5 separate regions of the Mus musculus genome follow, and all the other regions are linked to region 3. A link is a contact called in public HiChIP or PLAC-seq and promoter capture Hi-C data. All regions are on one chromosome and are shown on one strand. The core of a region is the stretch at or near the end of the contact, and the rest is flanking DNA. Distances in the headings are between cores, read along the strand shown.

Evidence for each region. Promoter capture Hi-C pulls out the DNA fragments that hold promoters and counts their contacts. HiChIP or PLAC-seq counts read pairs in DNA pulled down with a chosen protein or histone mark.
Region 1: a contact with region 3 is called in an HNF4G HiChIP or PLAC-seq map of pancreatic cancer cells. The contact joins the enhancer-like site here to the promoter of Airn in region 3. A contact is called at or near these places in 1 of 39 promoter capture datasets (the HPC-7 cell line) and 4 of 115 datasets of contacts at active chromatin or transcription factors (CD8 T cells, effector CD8 T cells, memory CD8 T cells and 1 more).
Region 2: a contact with region 3 is called in a promoter capture Hi-C map of the 3T3-L1 cell line, with 4 times the contacts expected there. The contact joins the enhancer-like site here to the promoter of Airn in region 3. A contact is called at or near these places in 9 of 39 promoter capture datasets (the 3T3-L1 cell line, 3T3-L1-derived adipocytes, HPC-7-derived erythroid cells and 5 more), 7 of 115 datasets of contacts at active chromatin or transcription factors (the SCID.adh cell line, bone marrow-derived dendritic cells, craniofacial prominence and 4 more) and 1 of 9 other capture datasets (embryonic stem cells).
Region 4: an H3K27ac HiChIP or PLAC-seq map of T-cell acute lymphoblastic leukemia shows a contact between it and region 3, with 6 times the contacts expected there. The contact joins the promoter of C030013G03Rik here to the promoter of Airn in region 3. A contact is called at or near these places in 1 of 39 promoter capture datasets (the 3T3-L1 cell line), 1 of 15 datasets of contacts at CTCF or cohesin (the NIH/3T3 cell line), 1 of 484 Hi-C or Micro-C datasets (nephron progenitors) and 2 of 115 datasets of contacts at active chromatin or transcription factors (T-cell acute lymphoblastic leukemia and large pre-B cells).
Region 5: a contact with region 3 is called in a FOXA1 HiChIP or PLAC-seq map of pancreatic cancer cells. The contact joins the promoter of 4732491K20Rik here to the promoter of Airn in region 3. A contact is called at or near these places in 1 of 39 promoter capture datasets (hippocampal neurons) and 4 of 115 datasets of contacts at active chromatin or transcription factors (bone marrow-derived dendritic cells, extraembryonic endoderm stem cells, memory CD8 T cells and 1 more).

What each region holds. Positions count from the first base shown.
Region 1 is chr17:12,362,911-12,365,610 of GRCm38.p6, reverse strand. All of the region lies in intron 1 of Gm41527 (a long non-coding RNA gene), which reads left to right. Among named protein-coding and RNA genes, the nearest start is that of Gm41527, 6.1 kb to the left of the region's middle. Within about 2 kb of position 1,385, at least 91 of the 459 cell types and tissues checked have an H3K27ac peak or open chromatin away from gene starts, as enhancers often do. A contact at or near this core is called in CD8 T cells, the HPC-7 cell line, effector CD8 T cells and 2 more, where this site is marked.
Region 2 is chr17:12,411,428-12,414,127 of GRCm38.p6, reverse strand. It overlaps Plg (plasminogen), which reads right to left. Exons shown (of 19, transcript NM_008877.3): 16 at 2,527-2,667. Among named protein-coding and RNA genes, the nearest start is that of Plg, 34 kb to the right of the region's middle. Within about 2 kb of position 1,422, at least 30 of the 459 cell types and tissues checked have an H3K27ac peak or open chromatin away from gene starts, as enhancers often do.
Region 3 is chr17:12,740,044-12,742,743 of GRCm38.p6, reverse strand. It overlaps Airn (antisense Igf2r RNA), which reads right to left and starts at 1,433. Exons shown (of 3, transcript NR_027773.1): 1 at 1,320-1,433. It overlaps Igf2r (insulin-like growth factor 2 receptor), which reads left to right. Exons shown (of 48, transcript NM_010515.2): 3 at 2,338-2,462.
Region 4 is chr17:12,465,467-12,468,166 of GRCm38.p6, reverse strand. It overlaps C030013G03Rik (RIKEN cDNA C030013G03 gene), which reads right to left and starts at 1,323. Exons shown (of 2, transcript NR_077217.1): 1 at 1,145-1,323. All of the region lies in intron 1 of Slc22a3 (solute carrier family 22 (organic cation transporter), member 3), which reads left to right.
Region 5 is chr17:12,317,463-12,320,162 of GRCm38.p6, reverse strand. It overlaps 4732491K20Rik (RIKEN cDNA 4732491K20 gene), which reads right to left and starts at 1,310. Exons shown (of 2, transcript NR_045290.1): 1 at 991-1,310. Map3k4 (mitogen-activated protein kinase kinase kinase 4) reads left to right here and starts at 1,503. Exons shown (of 27, transcript NM_011948.2): 1 at 1,503-1,665. The coding sequence starts at 1,535.

The sequences.
Region 1 (2,700 bases), core at 136-2,635, 380 kb after region 3:
CCTTTAATACAGTTAGTTCTTCATGTGGTGACCCCAACTGTAATTATTAATAAAAATATTATTGCTATTGCTATTGGTTAAGAGTATTTACTGGTCTTCCAGGGGGCACATGTTACATGTTTCATTCCCAGCATTCAATTTAGGGGCTCACATCTACCTGTTGCTCCAGCCCAGATGATCAGACACCTTCTTCTAGCCTTTTTGGCAGGTACCTGATCACACACACGTACACACCACATACAATTTAAAAACAAAACAAATCTTAAAATAAAAAAGAAAGAAAGAAAGAAAGAAAGAAAGGAAGGAAGGAAGGAAGAAAAGAAAAAAGTTCTTAATATCATGTAGTATGCTAGCTGTTTGTTAATACCCGCTGTATGTTACTATCCATGACTGTAATGTCACATAGTATCCTGGCTATATGTTACTATCCGTGACTATAATGTCACATAGTATCCTGGCTATCTGTTACTATCCATGACTGTAATGTCACATATTATCCTGGCTATATGTTACTATCCATGATTGTAATGTCACATAGTATCCTGGCTATATGTTACTATCCATGACTGTAATGTCACATATTATCCTGGCTATGTATTAACAGCCATGAGTGACCTCAGAATGTTTGTTATACTTGTTGCTACTGCTTCTTTGGCCAGGATCCCAATTCTTTTCTCATCTAGAATCATTCTATGCAACACAATTTTTTTCTCATTGTTATTTGGATTTTATTTCCCCTGTCATCGGAGATTTTATCTGCTAGCTTTCTCCTTGGTAGTGTGCTGCAAAATTACCCGCTCTGATCGGCTTTTTAACAATGTTCTCAAAAAAACCAAAAAAACAAAAAAAAACAAAAACAAACAAACAAAAAAAAAACAAAACCTCTATCCCTTCCAGTCACAAGCTCTACCCTCTCAAAGTCGCCAGTTTAAAGACTAAATGGAAGCAAGCCTAGGGCTAGGCCACCCATGGAGGATGAGGTCATGTGACTGCTATAGCATCTCTCTGCAAAGACTAAAGGAAACAGCAGGCACCACCAACTGCACGGCTGCTAGACACCATGCGTCTCCACACAAGCTGTCTAACGCCCACAGCCCACAGCATTTGCTGAACCCGGCGTGGCCACCAGGGTTTCAGAGAAAGGCAGAGAGAAGCCGAGACGCTGAAGGAGACTATAGCTGCTGCCCCACCCAGGATGGAGTTATACTCCTAACCCAAGGTCATCCCGAAATAGCATGGACCAACAATGCGCTTGCTCATCTCATAGTACAGCAGAGTACTATTTGCCCCCATGACCCAGTATCTAAGTGGGGTGTGATACAGCGAGTGAGAAAGTGCGGTGTCATCAGCCTGGGAAATGACTATGATTCAAAAGGCAGTTTCTACTGAATGAGTATCAAATTCACATCACCCTAGCTGCAAAACTGAAAGTAGATTGCTTGTGGTCAGGGAGTGTGTAGTGCCCATATTTCCCCTGCTTCTTACATCATAACCTGCCCGGACTGTTGTTTCCTAAGCACGAGTGCTCAGCAGATCATTCAATAGCCAAGCCTTTCTTTTGTGATCGTTAACAAACTGAATGATTGACACTTAGAGAAATTCTGTCATGTTATCTACAGGGCCGCCAACCACAGCCCCTGAATTCAAGCAACCATCTCTAAGAATAGGGGATCCTTGGGCAGGAGAGATGGCTCAACAATACTGGCTTCAGAAGCAAGAGAGCCAGAGTTCAGGTCCCAAAGCCTGTGTAAATGACAGGCGAGACATGGTGAGTCACTTCCAACTCCAGTCTCAGAAGCCAAAAGACAGGAGATCCCGGGCGCAAGCTGGCTAGCCAGACTGACCAACCCAGGAAGCTCTGGGTGTGAGTGAGAGACCTTGTGTGATGGTTTGTATATGCTTTGTCCAGGGAGTGGCACTATTAGGAAGTGTGGCCTTGTTGGAGTAGGTGTGACACTGTGGGTGTGGGCTTAAATACCCTAGTGCTAGCTGCCTGGAAGTGAGTCTTAAACTAGCAGCTTTCAGATGAAGATGTAGAACTCTCAGCTCCTCCTGTACCAAGCCTGCCTGGATGCTGCCTTGCTCCTGCCTTAATGATAATGGACTGAACCTCTGAACCTGTAAGCCAGCCCCAATTGAATGTTGTCTTTATAAGACTTGCCTTGGTCATGGTGTCTGTTCACAGAAGTAGAACTATGACTAAGACATCTTGATCAAAAAGCAAGGTGGGGAGCAGTTAAGGAAGCCTCCAGCCATTACTCTTGGGCCTCCAAACATGCTTTGTTTACATACACATGTGCTCCCACCCATATACAACACAGTCACACACATGCACAGATACACACTGTGTAAAAAAAAAAAACATATAAAGCATAGAGAAGCCTCCATGGTAGACTGAGGGTGGTGGCCTGAGGGGGCAGTCACTTCTTTCTTGGGACATCGCCCATTGAGGGTGGCTCTTCTCATTGATCCAGTAGTATAAGGAATGAATTGGTTGTGTTGAAATGAATGAATGAGCCTCCAACCTCTTCCAAGAATGTTAATTAACCTTGAGAAATACTCTGCCTTTAAAATTTTTACAGTAAGGGCCAAAAGTGGTTAAAAGGCACATTAGTTAATTTTCCATCGCGGTGACAAAATAGGTGAGGAAAACCCAACTTGATGGATTTGTTCTGACCCCAGGTTCAGAGGGTTGAGTCT
Region 2 (2,700 bases), core at 173-2,672, 330 kb after region 3:
ACCCTTCACCTGCAGATCACCCACAGCCGAGTGTACCCTCCTCTGTGTCCCAGCATTCCTCAGGCTGGTATCTCTTTACTTCACTGACATAGAACAGTATAGAAAACCCTTCATTCTCACAGTACTCTACAATGTCCTACAAGCTAAAGAATCCATTGTATGGGAGGGGATGTATGTTTGTTCGCATGTGTCCATGCAGGAACCAAATGCACACTTGTGCATATGCATAGAAAGTCCAGAGATCAGTTTCAGGTGTCTTCCTCAATTGTTCATCCCCTCAGTTTTGGAGACAGGGTCTGTCACAGAACCTGGAGTTCACTGAGTCAGCGAGACTAGCTCTAGGAGTCCTCCTGTGTCTCCCCCTGGGCCCCAGTGTTGGGGTTACAGGTGCATATCTTCATGCCAAGCGTTTGACATAACACTGGGGATTTGAGCTTGGGTCTCCACGCTCGTGCGGCAAGTGCTTTACCAACTGAGCCCTGTCCTGTGGTTTGTGACTTGCTATTCAATGTAAGAGGGTGCCTTTCTGTGGATGGACCATCCAGATGCTATCCAGCTACACTAAGATCAAAAGGTGTTTGGCCGAGGCTATTTATTCTACCTTTCTGCGTCCCAGATCTTCTCGCCTGTTAAATGCTGAACTGCTTACAAGAATCTGGACAAGTGGTGTTCACCAAGAGAAAGTGATTTGGAAGTGAGCTCTTCACAGAAGTGAAACAGCTCTGTTTTCAAAGAACCTGCACCTAAATAGAGTTATAAAGTTCCATGGATTCACACGTATTCTAACTTTGATTTTTTTTTTTCAGACCCAAAGCCTTAGTGCATTCAAGAGATTAAAAAAAAAAAAAAAAGACTGGAAATGAGGAACGCCCTGTTTTCATCCAGGACCCACACTGTCTCCAGCTTTGCAGCAGACATGATTTCCCAGAATGACCAAAACAGACCCAGCTTCTCACAGGAATGTCATGCATAGGGTCCTTTACAGGACACCAAGACCTTTGCTCTTCGGTCTGTGGGGTGCGGCTATGATACAATCAAAGCCAGAAAACGTCAGGCTGTCAGAGAGCAAGGTCCTCCTATTTGCTGAATGACCTGTTCAAGCCCTGGATCACCCTAGTGAATCCAAGGGAACCACTCAGGCAGGTCTTGTATTCATTCATTTACTGGGATGCAAGGGAAGGCTCTGGGGACATGAGGGACATCAGCTGATTTATAGAGTAACTTCCTGTCCCTCCTTCTAGCTTTCTAATACATCAAAATGTCCCAAGACATCGCCTCTCTGTTTACAGCCCAGAACCATGGCCCAGTGTTTGAGACCAGAGAACTCCCTCCAGCAGCCTGCGCTGACTGGACCAGTCCTTGTTTCTGCCAGAATCATCTCCCTGTCATCTGGAAGCCATCAGGCACAGCTAATGTGCACTGCGTGCCTGTTGCCTGTCCCAAAAGTGTTATTTCTCAAAATAGCTGACCGTTTGTGAGCTGTGTCCACGGGGGTGGACCTGCTTCCAAACATTCCTAATTCCATGGAACAAGCCTAATTACCCAATGTCTAGCTTTAAAAAATACATCTCAGCAGGGAAAATAAGGACAGAAAGAAGAACAATGGAAATGAGACTTGCGTTTGTGTTTGTGAATTGTTTCTTGTCTCGTTCTGTTCTCTTCCTTACCTGGGTTTGTCTGCTTGGTTTTTGCTTTTTTGTGTGTGTGCCAACAGAGGCCGGAAGAGGGTGTTAGATCACTTTGAGCTGAAAGTCCAGGTAGCGGTGAACCATTTAATACAGATTCTGGGAGCCAAGCTCTAGTCATCTGGAAAAGCAGCAGGCTCTCTTAACTGCTGGTCTCTAGCCCTATACTTGTGGGATCTGACTCTTGTTGTTGTTTTGGTTTGGGGCTTTCGTTTTTTGAGCTAAGGTCTCTCTATATAGCCCTGGCTTTCCTGGAACTTACTATGTAGTCCAGGCTAGCCTCAACCTCACAGAGATCCACCTGCTTCTATCCCCCAAGTGCTGGGATCAAAGGCATGTGCCACCATGCTGAGCACATGTTTATAGGTTTTAAAAGTGCTTTGATGTAATCAAACAATCTCATTTGATTCTTTCATTATATTAAGAGAAGCTTTGTCAGCCTGGAGTAACTGATGGATTAGCTTTGTCAGCCTGGAGTAACTTAGATTAGCTTTGTCAGCCTGGAGTCACTGAGGGAGGAGCTTTGTCAGCATGAAGTGGATGCAAATTATTAGCTGGTGGGCATTAGGTAATGGAGACACGGAGGTGTTTCTGCACCTTATATTTTAATTCTTTCTCTATATGGGGAAACTGAATCTGGACTCCTTTTAAAGGAATATGCCTGGGGTATGCAGAACTGGACTGAATCCTGGTTTTTTGATTAAGTTTACCCCCATTTTTTCCTAATTTCCCATACTTTTGCATACTAGACAGCTCTGCCCCATGGTGGTGGGTCGAAAAACCCTGCCATGAAGCCACTGTCTTTACTCAGCTTGGGATTCAAACCCAGGGGCACCCATACCGGCTTAGTTTCAGCAGGGCAATGTCACGGTTGTTGGGCTCCAAGATCAGTTTGGCTACTGATATTTCCTGAACATCCAACCCACGGATATATTCTTCGTGCGCACCCAGGATAACCTTGTAGAATTCAGGTCTTGAAGATCTAGAAAGGATGGTGACATCAGGAGTGAAACAT
Region 3 (2,700 bases), core at 184-2,683:
GGCACCTTCATTTGCATGGCCAATGAGGAACCCTAATCTTGCGCAGGAGTGTGGCACCCTCATGCATAGCCAGGATAGCGCCAAACCCTGCCCTTCCCTCCGTCTCCTGCAACGCGGCACTTTTGAGCTTGCCTCTCTTGCAACGTGGCACTTTTGAGTTCATCTCTCCTGTAACATGGCACTTTTGAGCGTTGGCCCTGATCACAGAACCCTTCGAATCCTCCCCTTGTGCAGTTTGCACCCTCAGGATACCTCGGAATCCTCCGAGCCGTCTCTTCCCCTCCCCTCGCGCAACTTGGCATAACCAGAATCACAGCCCAACCGGAATCGCATTAAAACCCTCCGAACCTTTGGGCAGCGCGGCACCGGGGCTCACGCAGTGCCGCGGAACCCTCGGAACCCTGCCCTTGTGCAGCTTCGCACCCTCAGGATAGCTCGGAACCCTCTGAGCTTTCCCTTCCCTTTCCCTCACCGCAACTCAGCACAACCAAGGATCACGGCACAACCGGAATTGCTCCGAACCCTCGGGCAGCACTGCGGCGCAGTGCCGCGGAACCCTCTAAACCCTCCGAATCCCCTCCTTGTGCAGCTTTTCACCCTTAGCCTCTCTCGCAACTCGGCACAACCAGAATCGCAGCACAATTGGAGTTGTGCTAAAATCCTCTGAACGGGGGGGGGGGGGGGGGGCAGCGCACACGCCAGCACCCTGGCTCGCGCAGTGCCGCGGAACCCACCGAACCTTCCCCCTGCCCCGCAAACCGCGGATCAGGTCGTGTAGAAATCCTCCGATCTCCACCCCCCCCCCCAACTCTCCAGCAGCGTGGTGCCCTAGCGCGAACCCCTGCTCCCCTTGCGCAGCGTGGCACCCTCGTGCTCTAGATCGCCCGTAAACCCCCCCCCCCCCCAGTGCAGCAGTCGGCCCGCGCTGGACGCCCCCCTCCCTTCTCCTCTTGCTGACGCGGCATGGCGGCAGCGCGGCTTTCGGCTTTCTACCGGCCCTATCGGCCCTCGTGTAGTTCAGAACACTGGTGAGCAGTGGGGCACCCTAGTGCTGAGTTTTCTTGTAGCCCAGAAATCTTCACCCTAGCGCTGAATCTCGCGTAGGGGAACCTTTGAGCGGCCTGGAACTCTTGGTCGGAGCCCTCGAGCTGCCGGATCAGTGGAACCCTCACCTCGCGTAGAGCCCTTCCCTCCTGTGGAACCCTTCCTTTGCGGAATCCTCTAACGCGTGGAATCCTCCCCTTGCAACGGAATCCTACCCTCATCTGCAGAATCCTCCCCTCGCATTGCCGCGCTTCACGCGGGGAACCCTAGCTTACCTCAGTTCCCCAGGATGTCTGCGTGGTAACTGGCGGTGCTGTGCTTCTTGCTGCCCGCTAGAGCAAGGAGGGATAGATATAATGTTGAAGCCTCGGCAGGGGGTGGAGATTATTAAGTTCCGCCCCAACTGTGTCACTTAATCCCCCCTGCTCAGCCCAACCTCACCAGGCTTTGGCTCCTCCTCTTGCTCCAGCCTGGAGCCTGTGTTTTAGATGGCCTTACAGTCCTGGAAGTGTTTCTATAAATTGCCTGCTGAGCAGGTCAGAAAGATTTAGAGGAACACCAGAGAGACCAGATATTTCAAGCAGACTTGAATAACAGATATTACGGTTATGTTTCTTCTTCTTCTTTTTAAAAGCTGTTGTCTAATTGAGTAGTCCTTGCTTGTCTTGAACCCCGAGAGAGATACACTTCTCTTAGTCTTTCCATTGCTTGGATGCAGAGTATGCAGTGCCACTCCTGTGAAGGTTTTCCTGACCACCAAGCCACCAAAAGCATAGTTTTACAGGACATAAACAGGCAGTTCTCTTCCACACAACTCAGTTGCCAGTATTGGTTCAAAATTTGAGACTTACAGTTTATTTTAGGCACATTTAAGCAAAGCACAATTAAAAAAAAGTTCTCTGGTTTTAATTAACTCCATCCCATGTGTTCAATAAATCTTTACTTATGACTACATTGATTCTTTTGTGAGGTTCAAGTGAGTCTTCTGTATAGATAGATTCTATAGATTAAGGAAGTAGGCTCATGGGAGGAGTCTGGGGGAAGCAGGCTCATGGGAGGGGTCTGGGGCAGCTGCTGTGGCCTGGCCTTACAGAAATAGCACAGAGGTCACCAGGCTATTAACCACCCCTGCCCCCAGCCTCCTGGGCTGGAAACAGGTTATCTACTCTCCCTTTGAAGAGACAACCCTGCGTGTTTAACATTCCTGGCTTGCCTAGTGCTTATCTGTGAGAAAAGAGCCTACGTGCTTTTATGTTTGTTCATTGTGTGTTCATTCTTATCCTCTCCAAACAGGTGACTCACTTTTGAGAAGTTCAGCCAGATCACTCCTGGAATTCAACACCACTATGGGCTGCCAGCCTTCAGATTCACAGCACAGAATCCAGACTAGCATTACATTTCTGTGTGGGAAGACCCTGGTGAGTGGGGCCCTCTTCAAGCTCTTTGTTAAGAACATTTTCCCCTTCTGGTGTTCTTGTTACAGGAATTCTGATCCTGGAGGACTAAATGGTCAATTTCCCCCTCCCCCCAATTTATATTCACATCACGTCACTACCACCCAGAACCACCAACTAAATGTGTCTTAAAGATGGTGAGAATTGGAGTGAAACTTGAGTTAGGATGAATGTTAATTTTAGACCAACCTATAACCACACT
Region 4 (2,700 bases), core at 74-2,573, 270 kb after region 3:
CACACACACACACGTTTGTGTCTCTGATGACAATGTCAGGAAATTTGGTGATCTAAGATGACCTATGATCCTTGTTGGGTTTAGGTCTCCCGAGGAACCACCAAACACACCTGGTGCTTTATTGGGGTGGAGGGCTTAGCCTATGAAGCCCCCAGGTGCCACTATCTGCTGATATTTCTTTAAACACTGTAAATTTAGCCCAGCTGTCTATTATATACAGCAACACATAGGGAATGCAGAGAGGACCCAGAGGCTTGGAGTGTCCATCCCAGCATGCTGAAGTGTGCTGCTCACAGAGAGCAGTCACAGAGAGCACTTGAGTCTCAAGTGTTCCCCATACCAGAAACTTTGACACTTAAAAGAAATCAGCCTCCTGACCACAGGCTCCCGAGAGTGACCAGTCCTCAAGTAGAAGAGGATCGGGAGGGAAAGCCATCACAGGTATGATAGGGGTCCTGAAGGGAGGCACCCTTCAGTTCCCAGGGTAGTTCACCGACTAGGGACAGCATGTCCTTGAAGACAGGGAGAGACCTTCAGCCCTCAGGTTTGGTATCAGTATGTTACAATGTTTAAAACAGTCCATTTGGCTGTTGAGATGGCTCAGCAGGCAGAGATGCATGCTGTACAAGCCCAAGGGCCTTAGGTTGAGCCCTGGAACCCATAAACAAAAGAACTGGCTCTGTGGCATTGTCCTCTGACCTCCACCTGGCATGTATGTGCCCCAGCATGTGTGCACATACCCCCGCCCGCACACTAGTAAGTTTTTAAAATATAAAAATGAAAGCAGTTCATAAAAAGGAGGCTAAACTGAATTTCCCTTCAAAAGACAGCCTCAATGAATCCCTGGGGGAGAGAATTTGGAGAGTGTTATTAGTCAGGATTCTCGAGAGGAACTGAATTGATAGAATGTATATATATATATTTATATATATACACACATATATATATATTTATATATATACACATATATATACACATACACACAGAGAGAGACACACAAACACATATATATCATATATCACATATATATCCCATTTTCTATATATATATGTATATATATATATACACCCCATGTTTATATGATATATATGTAATATTTATTCTATATATATTATTCCTACAATGATTTATTGGGGAGGCTTACATGCTGTAGTCCAACTATTCTCTCTTGATAGAAAGTCCAAGAGTCCAGTAGTTATTCAGTCCACGAGGCTGGATGTCTCAGCTGGTCTTACAGTATCTGTTGGAACCCCAAAGAGGCAGGCTGCAGTGCCAGTGAAGAAATGAACTTGCCAGTGAGAGTGAGGACAAGCAGGCAAAGAGCAGGTGCTTCCTCCTTGTGTTCTTTATATAGTCTGCCACCAGAAGGCGTGGCCCAGATTTAAGGTGGATCTTCCTATCCGAAAAGATCCAGATTTAGGGTAAGTCTTCCCACTCAAATGACTCAATCAAGGATTCCTTACTGGTGTACCTAGCTGCTTGGGTTTTAGTTAATCCCAAATGTAGTCAATTTTGCCAGCCAAGAAAAGCCATCACAGAGTGCAAGTACTGTGAAGGGATCTTGCAGGGACAACCTTCAGATCCCTAGCACAAAGGGAGTTTCTGACTCTCACAGGTTTTCAGAGGAGGCAGGGAAGAGGTTCCATGTAACGCAGCCTGTGTGACCCCTGACATGGAAGAAGGCTCTAGACATAAACTTACAATGGAAGGTTCTCTCAGGCTGGGTTATCATGAGAGCTGGGCCCTAGCAGCTGAAACAAGAGGGAAAAAAACTGGAAGGCCACAGTGCAGGCAGCTTCCTTGTCAAATGTCCAGGAACTGAAGGGTTGTGGCCTGATTTCTGGGCAAGAGAGGGGCAGTTAGAGGGGTCTCTGATCTAACAGACACAGAACTACATCCCTGGATTTGTTTAAATACAAATGTGTTGTTGACACTTACTTTGTGCCTTTGCAAGCCAGCATGCGCAAAGTCATAAAAATAGAATCCAGGCTAGATGGATCAGGCTGGGATCCACCGAGCAAAAGGATTATATTGAACTAATTTGGAAGGACTAGAAAAATAGAGGGAAAAGGTAGGCACCACGGTGCAGTCTTGGTAATGAGCCTCTGCCCAGACTGATGGCCAACTTTGACATCCCCATCAATACAGTGTATACTGGAAAGCCAAAGAGGTGAGCTCTAATGCCAGGGAAGAAATGGGCTTGCCAGTGAGAGTGAGGGCAAGCAGGCATGTCATTTATATAAGGTGACACCAGAAGGCGTGGCCCAGATTTGAGACAGGTCATCCCACCTCAGTCAGGGGGGTCAGATCCCTTTGCCCACGTGTGGCTAGGTCAGGGTTGTAAGCACTAAATAGCACCTCCAGCCACCAGTCACCACTGTCACAGTCAGAATGGGGACAGGAGCTGCATCAAGACCAGAAGCAGAGCCCTTCCTTCTGATCGCACATTAGCTCCCTAAACCCAAGCAGCTCCGCACCGGCAAAAGAGCCTGAGAAACGCAACATCTATCACTGGTCCCTGGCATGCAGAACGCTCAGAAAAGCAGGCATTATCTGGCCAGTCAGCGTTCCAAGTATTTTAGAAAATGTGAATAGACATCTATTTTTAATTAATCCTGTATAAATACAGGATATAAAAATCCTTTCAGACTGCTGCTCTTATGGAGGAGTAAGAGAGAGAGAACCAGTTTTATAATCAAG
Region 5 (2,700 bases), core at 61-2,560, 420 kb after region 3:
AGTAATCTAGGTCTCTATGCACATCGAGTGGTACGATGAGATGATGTAAATGTCTTTAGTTCCTTCTAGAATATGCGGTACCCAGTAGACAATGAAGGATAAAAAAAAGTCATGGCTCTTCCTGAGGCTGATTTGTGTTCAGCGTTTTATGAGTGGGAAGCAGTGTGCCCATTGGCTCACTTCCTGGCAGCAGTCAGAGGTTTCCTTATCGACTCTCCTCATATGCAATTTAAGGAGGGCTCAGGTTAGCCCAGTGTAGAGGGAGACGAAACTATCAGAATTACAGAGAGATGGGAAACACTCTGCAGAGCTCTCAGTGAAAATGAATGGGTCTTTAAAATTATTAGGATAGACTGAGTTCATTTCCTTTGAATGCTTCGTTTTGCTTTGTTCTCTCTCCCTCCATTAGGCAACTTCTCACGGCTGCTTCCTTAGTGTCTCCCGAAGTCCTAATGCAATATGTGCACTGAATAGTTGTTGACTGACTGCATGTTGTTGAATTAATGAAAGGGATGTCAACTCAGAAATCCAGCACTGGCAGACATTATAGATAATGTAGTCTACTGTAACAACAGCAAGAGTATGCTCTTTAATTACAGAGACATTTCTGTAACACAGCTGATTTCAGAGTATCTTTATCTTGCTTAGCTCTTAAATCTTACCTTGAAATTTTTTCTTTCAGTCAGTTAAAAAAATTTGTTCAAAATTTATATCTCTACATAGCAAAGCTAAAGAATCATTTTTTTAAAAAAAATCAAACTAAGTGGAAACAAACATATTTGATTCTGAATACGATTTCTGAACTGAATCTGGATTTCAGAAGGCATGATTGCAACTCAAAGGCTGTAAAGCTGCGCAAGCTAAGAATGACTGAAAGATGCTCTGCTATTTCAATTCTTTTAATAACTTCAAATCTTTACAACTTCTTTATCCCTTTCTTTCTTCTTTAGTGTAGCAACTGTGCAAGTTTCTGAAAAAGCACTTTCTAACCTTGGGATCCTGGGTGAGGACGGCGTCCTCTGCTGCCTGATTGGTGTGTCACTCTGATGGTCTGAGTCTGCAGAAGGCCCACACTTCCATGTCAGAGCTGTGGGCGTCTGGGTGACATCATCCTTATTCCGAAAGGCAGAATCCAGTGGCGCAGAGACCTTGAGCTCCAGTTTATGAAGCATTCCTGCTCGCCCAGACAACCCTACCTCTCCAAATGTCTCCTGTGCCCTTAGCCTCAGGACCTCCCGAGGCCACCCGCGGTCACCCAGCGACACCTGATTTACCACTGGCCAGTGCGCTCCTCCCTCCCGCCTCGCCCCGCCCAGGCGGACTCAGCCGCCCGCCGAGGCGTGTCCCTCGCTGCCCGCCGTAGCCCAGCGTTCGGCCGGCCGCCGTTCCCAAGATGGCCGCTGCGCGCACGGCTCCTGCGGCGGGCTAGAGGCGGAGGCGGAGTCGAGTCACTCCCTCACCCCGCGGCTCCTGGTCTTCCCGCACCAGGCTGCAGCTGACGACCCGCCGCGGTCATGCGAAGCTTGGTGCACGGATGAGAGACGCCATCGCCGAGCCGGTGCCCCCTCCTGCCCTCGCCGACACCCCTGCAGCCGCCATGGAGGAGCTGCGGCCAGCACCGCCGCCACAGCCCGAGCCGGATCCGGAGTGCTGCCCAGCGGCGAGGTGAGTGCACGGCTGCAGCTGCAGCTCGGAGGGAGCAGGGTGGCGCGTGAAGGGGGCGTGGGGTCCTCGGCTGCGCGCCAGGTGGGCGCGGAGCATCCGGACCTCCGGTGGCGGGAGGGGCGCGGTGCAGCGCGGAGCCCGGTGCTCCGCTTCCGCGCGACCCCTGCCCGGGCTCGGAGGCCAAGCTCCCGAGCGACCCTGGCCTTTGCAGTAGTGCTCCCCGGGGCCCTGCTGCAGACAGCCCCAGCTTGCCCCGGACTGCCGCTCGGGCTCGGATCAGTGATCGGATGGAAGGAAGGTGGTCCATCTTTCTCCTTTTTCCAGGAAAAGAGAGGCGACGTGCCTCTCGGCAGTTCCTTGCTCCTTCAGCCCTTTGCAGCGCGCCTCCCAGCCTTCTGTCCCCAGGGCGAAGCTTCACGTAACTGCAGACAAGGTTCCTTGTCAGAGATCCTTTTACTGTCTTCTAGCAACAGCCTGATGCAGTGTTGCGCACGAAAATAGCTAAGGGTTTATGTGTGAAACTTTGCTACCGCAGGAAGCTCCAAGATGGAACTTTGGTACCCAGAGTATCTGTTGCATTCTGCTCCGTAGAAGCTCTTTTAACTGCTACGAAGAGTCTCAAGTTTTAATTGGGAGGGTAAACTCACGGTGTCCTGATTTTGTGTTTAAATGCCAGTCCTTTGCATCTCAGGATAAACTTTGACTGCTTCCTGTCCCCTATAGTGAAAACACTCCCACAACTCCTCCTGGCTTAAGGTCTCGCTCTATAACCTCAGGAAGAAGGCAGTTAAATAGCTTTGCTTTTTCCTGCTTGAAGAAATAGCAAATTTATAGTTGTAGCGAGACCCGAACACGGGAGCCATTCACATCCTTGCTTGTCACCACTGGGTTGCCTGAGAGGAATTTTACTTTTTCAAAGCCGTGAGAGCTACTGCATTGTGTTTCTTAATTTCAAGATAGTTCTGTGACATCTTTTGGGGCATTTTCTTTAAGGAATAGTACAGGGTGCTATTAGAAGTCTTTTTTCAGAAAGTT